2 separate regions of the Arabidopsis thaliana genome follow, and region 1 is linked to region 2. The links are chromatin contacts, called in public targeted proximity ligation maps. All regions are on one chromosome and are shown on one strand. The core of a region is the stretch at or near the end of the contact, and the rest is flanking DNA. Distances in the headings are between cores, read along the strand shown. Region 1 holds the start of AT1G44810 (DNA-binding storekeeper protein-related transcriptional regulator). Region 2 holds the start of NPQ4 (Chlorophyll A-B binding family protein).

The links.
Region 1: a targeted proximity ligation map of shoot shows a contact between it and region 2, with 10 read pairs. A contact is called at or near these places in 2 of 26 Hi-C or Micro-C datasets (leaf and root), 1 of 2 datasets of targeted methods (shoot) and 1 of 3 other capture datasets (seedling).

What each region holds. Positions count from the first base shown.
Region 1 is chr1:16,920,546-16,926,488 of TAIR10.1, reverse strand. It overlaps AT1G44810 (DNA-binding storekeeper protein-related transcriptional regulator), which reads right to left and starts at 3,049. Exons shown (of 1, transcript NM_103562.3): 1 at 1,668-3,049. The coding sequence starts at 2,868. The coding sequence ends at 1,978. It overlaps AT1G44820 (Peptidase M20/M25/M40 family protein), which reads right to left and starts at 192. Exons shown (of 4, transcript NM_103563.4): 1 at 1-192. The coding sequence starts at 138.
Region 2 is chr1:16,868,759-16,873,902 of TAIR10.1, reverse strand. NPQ4 (Chlorophyll A-B binding family protein) reads right to left here and starts at 3,682. Exons shown (of 5, transcript NM_001333231.1): 1 at 3,629-3,682; 2 at 1,944-2,284; 3 at 1,746-1,859; 4 at 1,423-1,666; 5 at 479-956. The coding sequence starts at 2,135. The coding sequence ends at 709.

The DNA.
Region 1 (5,943 bases), core at 1,800-4,299, 53 kb before region 2:
AGGGTTTGGATGAGCTGTGTTGAATCTTAAGTATTGTTGGAATCGTGTGATTGGTGTGTCTTCTTCGGAGGAGGAGGATTGGAGTGAGAAGATTATGGAGAAGATGATAAGAGTCCAGAGAAGAGGAGATATCGCCATGGAAGGAAGTTGAAAGGTTTTTTTTTCTGTGACACCAAAGTTCAAATTTTTTTCTGAAAGTTTTAATTTGTAATATAAATGTATTTAAAATGAATTAAAACATGAAGTAACATGTTTGAGGAATGAATATTTTTTTAATTACAGTCTAACGGAAAAAACTAATTTTTATTTGAATTTTTAATATCCAATTATTTTGGTTAAAAGAAAAATACACGAAATAATAAAATTATGTAATTTAAAATTTAAAAAATTAAATATTGTTATTTTTAATTAAAAAACAAAAAAAAAGCATTTAATTATTTGGGTATTAAATTGCACAGTTTTATTATTTCGTGTATTTTTTTAATCAAAAATAATTAGATATTAAATATTCAAATAAAAATTAGTTGAGTTTTTTTTAGGTTTTTTCCCTTTTAAAAAATATTTACAAGGATTTTTTGAAAGATTTAAAAGGGGTTTGAAAGTATTTACATGTGTATTGAAAGACTTTATAATGATTTTAATAGATTTTAAAATGATTTACAAGTGTTTTTAACAACTTTACAAAGCTTTTAAAATGCTTTGAAAAAACTATACAAGGACTTTTAAGAGTTTTTTCAAAAATTACAAAAAATTTTAAATACAAGTTTTGGCGGGAATTTATTTGGCCGGAAAAAAAAAATTGGCGGAAGTAATTTTCAACCTCTCTTCACCAAAAGCCAATTTTTTAGCTAGGTAGATTGCCTGAAGTGTTATAAGGGATGAATGGCTCACCTCATATCTTGCGCTAGGAGGTCCAACAGGGCTTGACACATTAACTTCACAATATTGAACTATTTCTAAACAATATAATCATCCAATATTGCCTAAAAGATACCATCAAGTCCATCTGATAAACTTAGGCCCAAAGTAAAGAAATCCCAATCCAGAAAACTATTACTCTTTGAGGAAATAAGCTGAAAAAATCCAATGCAGAGACTAAGAGACACGTGTGAGGCTATTAACCAATGTTGAGACACGTGGGTAGATGAATCAAATGTCGACGCCGGTCATCGTCGATGTAGAAAGCGACCTAAGGAACCTTCAAAACTACCGGAAACCGCTAGAGCTTTTAAACAAAAGAGGGTTAAGGAATTACAATTCTAAATGTAAAAATTGAAACGCAAAAGAGTCCAATCACATCGAATATAAAGAAATCGAGGGAAAAAGCATAAATCTAAACCGAAAAACAATCCGGCCAAAAATAAAAGAGACACCGAAGATAAGCGGTGAAACTCTAGATCTTAGCTAGCCCACCATTGCTATAGAAGCCACCGAAATCTAGACGCAAGCCGACCACCACCGTAAAGAGAAATGGGCAGTGTCAGAACGAGGGCCAGTCTTACGTTGTCAAAAAGATAAAATGTCACCGGACAAAAGTCTAACATATACATTATAGACGTTGCGGCTCTTTTCACAAGAACGATTATGTTAGTTTCCATATACATTACATGCAAATAAGTTATAATTTTCGGCCGCGGACCGCTGACGCAACGATAACGAAAAGAATAGGGCAATATCAAACTGCAGTTTATACCACATAATATTTACATCAAATTATAACTTCGACTGCAATTCAACCTTGAAAACACCTTTTACCAGTCGGAGCCATAGCTTACAAAGTCTTAAGTTCATTACAACCATCGACCAAAAGGCTTACAAAGTCCAAAGTTCTTAAGTTCCTTAGCTAATTCTCACACAAGAAACAAAAAAAGAAGACTAATAAGAACCAGAAACATAGATGAGAAACATATATCCTACGATAAATAACAAAAGAGGCATTACATCTCCATTAAACCTAAACAATCCAAGTCCTTCTTCTTAGATAGTTTCAGCAATCACAGAAGCCACCTCCTTCAAAACATCTATCTTCTGCGACAACAACTCAAGTTCCTTAGCCTCCACCATCTTCATCTTCTCTTCAATCCTCTTCTTAGTCTCCTTAGACACCTTACTCCATTTCCACTTCACAATACACTCATCCACACCAAGCCTCGCAACAACCCGAACCAAAAACGACTTCTCAAACCAATTCGACGTCTCCGAATCTCCTCCAAGAACCACCACTTCCTTACCATCAAGTCCCCAAATAGACTTAGCCAATCCCAAACATTTCTTATCATGATCCAAGTCTAAACCTTTCTTCTTCCTTACACCAAAATACTTCTTCTTTAAACCTCTAATCTTGTCACCGAATTGGATCTTACTAACATCAAAGCTTATGTATCTCTTAGCAATATCAAAAAACCCATTCATATCATCATGAGCACTTGTACCTGTCTCAGCTTTGAAATCAATCATACCTTGTAACAGAGAGATCTCATCTTCTTTAGTCCATAAACTCTGAAATTTTTTGTTATCGTCATCTCCTGAAACTTTCTTAGCTCTTTTGATGTCCTTTGAGCTAGTTCCTTCACTAGCTCGCTTCGTCCCTGATGAATCAGTACCTTCTTTCTTCTTCTGACTGGTTAAGACGATTGGCTTATCTGAGTCGGAATTTGTCTCAGATCCAGAATCGAGAGTTGGAGCCTCGGTGGAAGGAGAATTTAGGGTTTGAGTGGAGAGATCTTTGAGTTCGTTTTCTTCTTCAGAAGAAGAAGAATTGGAGATATGTTCTTTTTCATCTTCTCCTGATGAAATCTCTTCGTCGACGTCTTCGCTTGAAGAAGCGGTTGGTGGATCTTCAAGAGGGTTGAGAAGTTTCTTGTTCATCGGAATTTTCGAATTCTCGGTGTGATGAAGAACAGAGAGAGTGAGAGAGAACAGAGAAGTTACGTAATAACCCTAGATGGGAAGAAGGTGAAGAACAGAACAACAGTTGGGTTTAAGAGTTTGGGCTTTTGTGTATTAAAGTCAGGCCCAACCAAATTTTGTTTGCTAATCTATAACTCTTTTTTTTTTTTTTTTGGGTAAAATTGCTATCTATAACTTCTTCTTCTTTAATTTTGTCTTGAAATTGTCTTCTTATGGTTCAGTTAATTTAATAAAATAACAAACTAAAAACATGTGTAAGAAAACAGGAAGAAGAAAAAATTATTATTGCATGTGTTATGTGTATATATATATACTCCCTCTGTTCATTTTTGTTCGATTGTTTAGGAAAAACACATATATTAAGGTAATCATATTAAAGTTGATTTTAAATGTTTTATTTTTTGTATTTTATAATTTCTTATAACTTTAAACTAATGATTTTCAATTATTTTTATTAAAGTTTATAATTCATCAATAATAACTAATAAATATTGCATTGAAAATCTAAAAATCAACCTTTTGAAACAAATTTTCCTAGAAAATAAAAGAAAACTGAAGGGAGTATATATCAAAAACGATATAAAAGTTTTTCACATTCAATAATTTATGTAAATGAATTACTAACTTAGTGAAGATAATGTCATGATTTTTCAAGATACATGATAACAATTCAAGAAATCTTTTTTTTCCTCGGACCCCATATTTAAAGAAATGAAGAAAGAAAAGTGAAGATGTTTGGCTAATGTTGGTGAGTATGATGAAGCCTCAAGAGTAACAAAGAAAGAGAAGAAGATGGGAACAAACACATGGAACTCCACTCTCACTTTCAAATATTTGTGTTGAGCCCTGAAAGATTACACTCATGCAAGTAGGCATCTATCCACTCTCTCCCATAATTGAAACTTGCGTCACCATTCACTTTCTCATTTTGTATATTTATTTTGACCAAATCATATCCTTGTCTCACAATTGTTTATTCAACTTAAGATCTATAATTATCTTACTTTACTAGCTAAATTGTTCATTTTCTTGTTCATATTCACAACACCAAACAAATGATACTAAACAAGTATCTTACTTTACTAGCTAAATTGTTCATTTTCTTAGACAAAAAAAAAACATGAGTTATTAACCTCGGTTTTTAGTTTTTGCACTTTCGTTTTCACTTAGATCTAGTACATATTTCTATCTTAAATGAACATATACAACTCTTAACATCTTAACCAAGATTATTTTGCTTATCAAAAATGTAAATGCTAAACGTAAATGTTTGCTTTTGGTGTGTGTGCGTTTGCACTTTAATATATTTTTGGAAAGGTTAAAAATAGTTTCTATGTCAAACAAAGCATTCACATGTAAATGGTGCAAAAAAACAAAAAAAAAAAATCATGAAACAATTGAGGCGTATGTTGTATCTCTAATTCGAAGATGGGTGTGGTTAAAAAAAAACGAGGGCCAAATATTATATAATTTTTTATTCTCTGTTTTACGTTTTAATATATCTTATTTAAGTAAATACTCTTAGCTACAATATTTAAGAACACATCATTTATAATTTAAAATTTTTAGTTGAACATTTTCATGTAAAACTAAAGTTTGGTTCGCAAAAAAAAAAAAAATCTTTCTCTAATTTAAATTCGTTCTATTTTTACGATGATTTTGACCTCGATTTTGTTATTAGCGTTAAGCAATCATCAAAACAAATCTTGAATCCATACATTTTTATCCATTAAATTAGTAGTAACAAAGATTTGATCACATTAATATGTCCAAGCTAAAGGTCATTAGAAATGGATACCAATTCTTGACGAAAACGAAAATTTCCTCATTCTTCACACGCGTATATTGATAAGCCAAACATCATGTGAATAAAGACTAATAGAAATCAACTAAGAGAAACAATAAAGTTTCACTGACGTAATTAAAACAAGATAAACCGAGAATAATAATTTTTATGAAAAGTAGACAAAGAAAGTAAGAAACAAGATGGTTCCCAAATTTGGGCATCCCACTTACCTCTGTTGGAATCCTAATTCGAGAGCACCACCTTCTCTAACTTCTCTTATTTCCCCCACTCAGCTTCTCCTTCTACATAATTCTCCATTGCCCCTCTTTTTAAAAATTTTACGTTTCCTTCTACTAAAAACTTTCTAAGGGAATAAAGCTAAATATTTTGTTTTCAATTTATCTAAATAGTTGGAACATTCTTTGAGCAAATACAAGAGTGTGTTAGATACTATATAACTATAAAATTCAGTATTGGTATTGTTAGGATTTGATGAAGTTAAGACTTAAGAGTCCCACACTCCTACATATCAAGATATGAAATGATTATGAATCTTTAATTAAAATTACAAACGTAAAATTGATAATGTCTTTACTCATTTTACCTATAATAGACCATGTTAGTTCAGTAGCTATATGAACTATCTACGTGTGTCAAATATGATGTTATACATGTCATTCTATATTATATGTATTCGTACGTTGTCTAACCCCATTCACTCCTTAAAAAGCAAATGTATAGTGTGGAATTAAGGAACGAACAACAAAACTTCCACTCTAATCGCATTTTGTTAATCCGTATATTTGTTTCTTTATTCAGAAAGAATTTTAGTTGACATTGAGGGAACAAAACAGAAAAAAAAAAACAATCAAATCTTCTATAAGAATATGAATAAGAATAATTGCTGACAAAAAATTTGTGAAATATCACATCTTACATATAGCAACCATCGTATCGTATCCTTAGGTCACATGTATCTAAAACTAGACATATCGAAGCTGAATATCTTTATCACCAGATCATGTTCCCTCAGTGTATATATATGCCACATTTATAAAAGAAAAAAGGTTTTACGTTTATAAATAACCCTTTTAATTATCCATAATCTTTTCTTTTCGTTTTTTGTTCACATGCAATATCCTTTTTTTATTGTTGAATTTTTGCTTGATATAGATCCTGTTTATTTTACTTCAATCTTTTTAGTCACTTGCGAATACACACACAAACACTGAATTCTATATTTAACC
Region 2 (5,144 bases), core at 2,433-4,932:
TCCTCTAGAATAGAAATTAATATTTACTCTTGCAGTGTATGCTTTAGATCCCGGCTCAATTCATTATGAGACCTATGGCAAAACTCAAAATAAAATAAAATCTCTTAGTAAATGTTTTTTTTTGGAAAAATTGGGGCCTTTTAGTCTTAACAATTTTTTTGAAATTGATTAGTAACCTTGGGCATTTGCCTACCTTGCCACCCCCAGAGACGGCCTGTACGAGCCAGGTACACCAGACGAATGGAGAAAATCACTCTAGGGGAGACGCTACCTTCACTTTTGCAAACTATCTTGTGAAGGTACGCGCGGCCATAAACACTTGCCATTATGTTCTGATTTTTGGGGAACCACTAGAGCAAAAACAACGGCTCCTTCATGATTTACCAAATTAATTTTATAATCTAGATTTTGGAATCAAATAAGTTCCTAACATGTACTTTAACATATTAGTTTTAAATTCTGTTTGATTTATCAAAAAAAAAAACTATGATGAAGCTGTTCTAATTCCACAGTTTTTTTCTGTTAAGAGATGCTAGATGATATCAATCACCTAGTCACTTAGGTGTAATAAAACTATATATAATCAGAAAATTCCAAGTTAAAAACAAAAGGATATAAGTATTACAACAATTTAAGCTGTCCATTTCCTTTTGTCTCAACATGAAGAGAAGGTCACACACTCTCTACTAAATTTAAGTACATGATAATTTAGCTTTCTTCACCATCATCGGTGATGAATTTTCCATTACCAGGATTAATGGCAGCGAAGAAGAAGAAAGCAACGTTTAAGAGGACAAGTGGTTCGATATCTTGAATTGGTATACCGGTCTCAATGTTGAGTTGAGCTAATGCTCCTTTCCCGGTAATAATCTCTCCTATCAGTGAAAATGCTATTCCCAACTGTGCCAATCTTCCTACGAATAACTCGTTCGCCTTCGTGAACCCAAACAATGGACCTTCACACAACAAAACAACAAACATATTCAAATTTATTCAAAACATTAGACCAAGCAACTCTTTAAGTAATCTCATATTTGTATCTTTTTTTCTTTTCAGAAACACTATTTTATTTAAGTTAACGGGAAGAGACTCTCTGCTAGAGAAAGCCATTCAGGAACCAATGTGCTTACATGGGGGAAAAAGATAGAAATTGATAACGATAAATAATCTATCAGGCCAACGATAAATAAATAAACATTTAGAGATTATTTTTGGAGATTGACAGTTCCATGCTAGTATCTTTTGTCTCACATTTGTATCTTAGGATAACGATAAATAAACATAAAGCCGATCCGGACACTACACTTAGGCCAATTCAGTTATACTAGTTACTATAGTACTCTATCAGGTTATATTATTTGCATTGGTTGTTCAGAGCAATGTCATTGTAACAAAGATAGAAATAGAAATGTTGAGAGATACCTTGTTCTTTGAGACCGAGGGCAGATCGGACGTTTTTGCCGGGAGGAATGACGGCTTTCTCGAGCCCGGTGGGAGGATCGTCGACGAATTTTCCTCTGTCTCCGAGAGCTCCAATGGCTCCCAACAGAGTGAACAAGATGAAGAAGAGAAGCAATGGCTCTGCTTCGTAAATCGGTATCCCTGTCTCCAGATTCAGCTGAGCTAATATCCCTTTTCCCGTCAACGCCTCACCAAGCAACGATGCCTATGCATAGAAACACAGCTTTCATACTAAAGCTTCTTTCTTGGAAGATAAGTTAGTGTATTTCATAGAGGGGACTTACAGCGAAACCGATCATAGCAACACGACCAACGAATAGCTCATTCGCCTTTGTGAAACCAATCCCACCAGACGTTCCAAAGATGCCATCCTCAACCTTGCTCTTCGGCTTCTCAACCTAAAATGTATATGAAAATCTTAACATTACCATCAAACACACAAGAAATGTTCCTTGTGGGACAAGTAAAGAGTATGTGAAAACCTTTTTAGGAGCAGCTTTGGTTTTGGGTTTGAAGAGAGCGAGAGGAACGAATGATTGTCTCCTAGATGGTAGTGCAACCGGAGAGTTTCCAGAGAGGAAGAGATGGTGAACTTTGGGCTGAGCCAAAGGGCTCTTGTTCCTCAAAAAATGGCCGGCGGTGACGCCTGAAGTAAGCAGCATGGTTTGAGCCATTCTTTCTGAGGATGAGAGAAGGATCAGTGATGTGTTTTGTGTTGTGTTGTGGAAGTGAAGAGATTAAAAGATATAAGGGAAATCTATTGATGGGCTTAAAGTGCGTCCACGTCTCCCAATTGTCCTTTCCATACTCTCTATGTGGTGAACTGGAGATAACGTTTTTGTGGAGAAAAATAAATCTATCAATATAATAGTTTTTAAAAAATTTAGATACACTTTTTAAAAGTTATACTTATTTAGACAGTAAACAAAAAAACAAAATAAATGTCATATTCAAAGAACCATTTATGACGAACTAATAACTCCTTCTAATAAAAATATAAAATATTTCTTTCAAGAAAATCATATTTTGGAACTAAAATCCAATTTATGTATTGATGTAAATGAATTGTGTCTGGTCAAAACTAAAGAAACATACTCATAGAAGATTCACGTCAAAAGGGTATGTTATACTAGCAAAGTACATACTAATGGAACTGGTACATTAGATATTACAAAAACGAAATGGCTTAATTTTTTTTATAATATGTATATAAATAAGAACACCTATATTGAAAAAATTCACATCAATTACATATTTTGTAAAAAATATTATATTTGAAAAATATCTAATTCTTTTTTAATATAGCCAGAGCCGGGCACAAACACAAGCGGGCTAAACCCAAACTTACGGTCGCAAATAGTATAAAAACAATTTTGGCTTCATATTTTCGTATTTGTTAGGTAGTCTAGTGGTAAAGACTGGTCCGAAAGAATCTTCGACACTTAGGTTCAAATCTTTAGTTTTTTCGGTTTTGTTAAGGGCTGATTGGTTCTCCCTCTACCACCCATAAACGCAGCGTTTGCGGTTGGTAGCGGTTATTAGCGATTGGAACCAATCATAGAAACCGCTAGATATCGCTTTGGACCGCTCAAAATTGCCAATTTTCAAAAGCTCCTTCCCGCAAGCGTTTGCGGTTGCGGGCGGTAGCGGTTAGATTAAAAATAAAAAAATAATCTATTTTTAGTTAATTAAAATAATTGTGGTTTCCACCCAAACCCTAATCACTATAATTAAAATAATCTAATCTTTTATATATCTTATTTTTATTAGAAAACCCTAATCAATATATTGTAACTCTATTCTCTCAATTATGGCATCCGATGAAAATCAAAATCAAGAATCAAACATAAGTATCATCTATCATTTTATTCACTCATTAGCTAGTGTAATTCTTTGACTATTTCATGGCATCATTGTTTTTATTTTATTTTGTATTCTTTTGAGTTTTTTGATTGAATACATGTTTCGATTTGTTTTCTCGATTAGAAAATGTTTTAGTCGGACGAGATGATATATTGTATTTTTATTTGGTCAGAAAATCAATTTTTCTAATATATTATATTTTTATTTCTTTTAATAGTAATATATTATATTTATTTTGGTTATTTTTTATTTAATTACTATCGCACCGGCTGGTTTATCAGTCATAAAACTCCCGCAAACGCACCTATTATCAAACGCTCAACCAGTCGTTCAAAATGCTTGATAACGCTTAAAACCGTGATCGCCCGTTTCCGCAAACTCCCGTAACCGCAACCGCACCCGCTTATAACCTTAAAATAGTTAGGGACGGTAAAAACTTGAATCGAGTAAAAAACATTTGAAACTACAAATACTCGCACAACACTCAGAAAGGAATAATTTTTGGTGTTTAATTAGTTTTCTCGATGAGAGACGTGTTTGAACTTTGGACACGAACACCTCATCTCACATCATGACAAGCGGGTTTAGGCATATTTGTTTTCTTTCTATGAGTCTCATTAAAGTTATAATTTAAACACAAAACATTGTCTTCTACTAAAAAGTTCATTATTTTGTAATTTAAATTGTATCAATTGAACAATCATCATATATATTCAAAATGGACATATAATATTTAAATATCATAAACTTTCATTTTAATTTTAATTATATGTACATACATTAAACCCCTATTTTGAAAACAATTTCACATCAATCACACCTTCTTCTTTTTTTGGGCAACTCACATCAATATACCTTTTAAAAAAAAATATTACATAAAATCCCTAATAGTTTGAGAAAACCTGATTGACTCGATTCGAGTCAAAAATATGTGCGACTTATAAATTGCTCGCAACACTCCGAAAGAGTATATTTGTAGTAACAAGTAAGTGGTGTTTAATTAATTGTCTCCATGTAAGACGTGTTTGAACACGAACTGCTCATTTCACGTTATTACAAAACAAGTGGGCTTAGGCATATACTTTGGGAACAAACCTAATAAGTAAAATAACAATAATGTGACATGTATTTTTGGATGTTTTTACATTTTATTTAATCAATTAGAAAATAGTATTTTTCTCTTTAACATGTTATAGTTTTATGTTGGCGTGTATCTGTTAATGAACTTTCAGATTAATGATTTTCGAGTATAGATTTTATTAATTTCGCTAGGACGCTATGTGATAATTTATACATTATCATAGCAAATAGCCAAATAACATGGTACACATAACATAATATGTCACAAAGAAATACAGTTAACTTACTAGGAAACACATATATTTCTATCTACTGCCGTTTCATTTATCAGAAACGTGGGGACGGAGACATCGGGTAAACATCCTCAAGATATTTCAAAATCTAGAGAACAACTAGCTGTTGATCGAGGACAGACTGGTCCGGCATTTCACCAATTTTTATGATGCATTTGTATTGGGTTTCAAATTTTTGAATCGCATTTTGTTAAGATTTTTGTAAAAAACAATAGACCCCAAAATAAGGGAAAAACCGACGCATAGATCAAATCTTTAAGTTCAAGTTCGATTCTAATCCATAAGGCTCTATAACTTAGCGTTTGCATAGTTATAACACAATATTCATTTGTGAGTTAGGTTCAAGCAATTATACGAAATTATGCTAAGTATAAAATACCTAAGATCATGTATTAGGTGGTGTGCGAGACATACATGCATTAAGATCAAACTCAACTAGAAAGAATA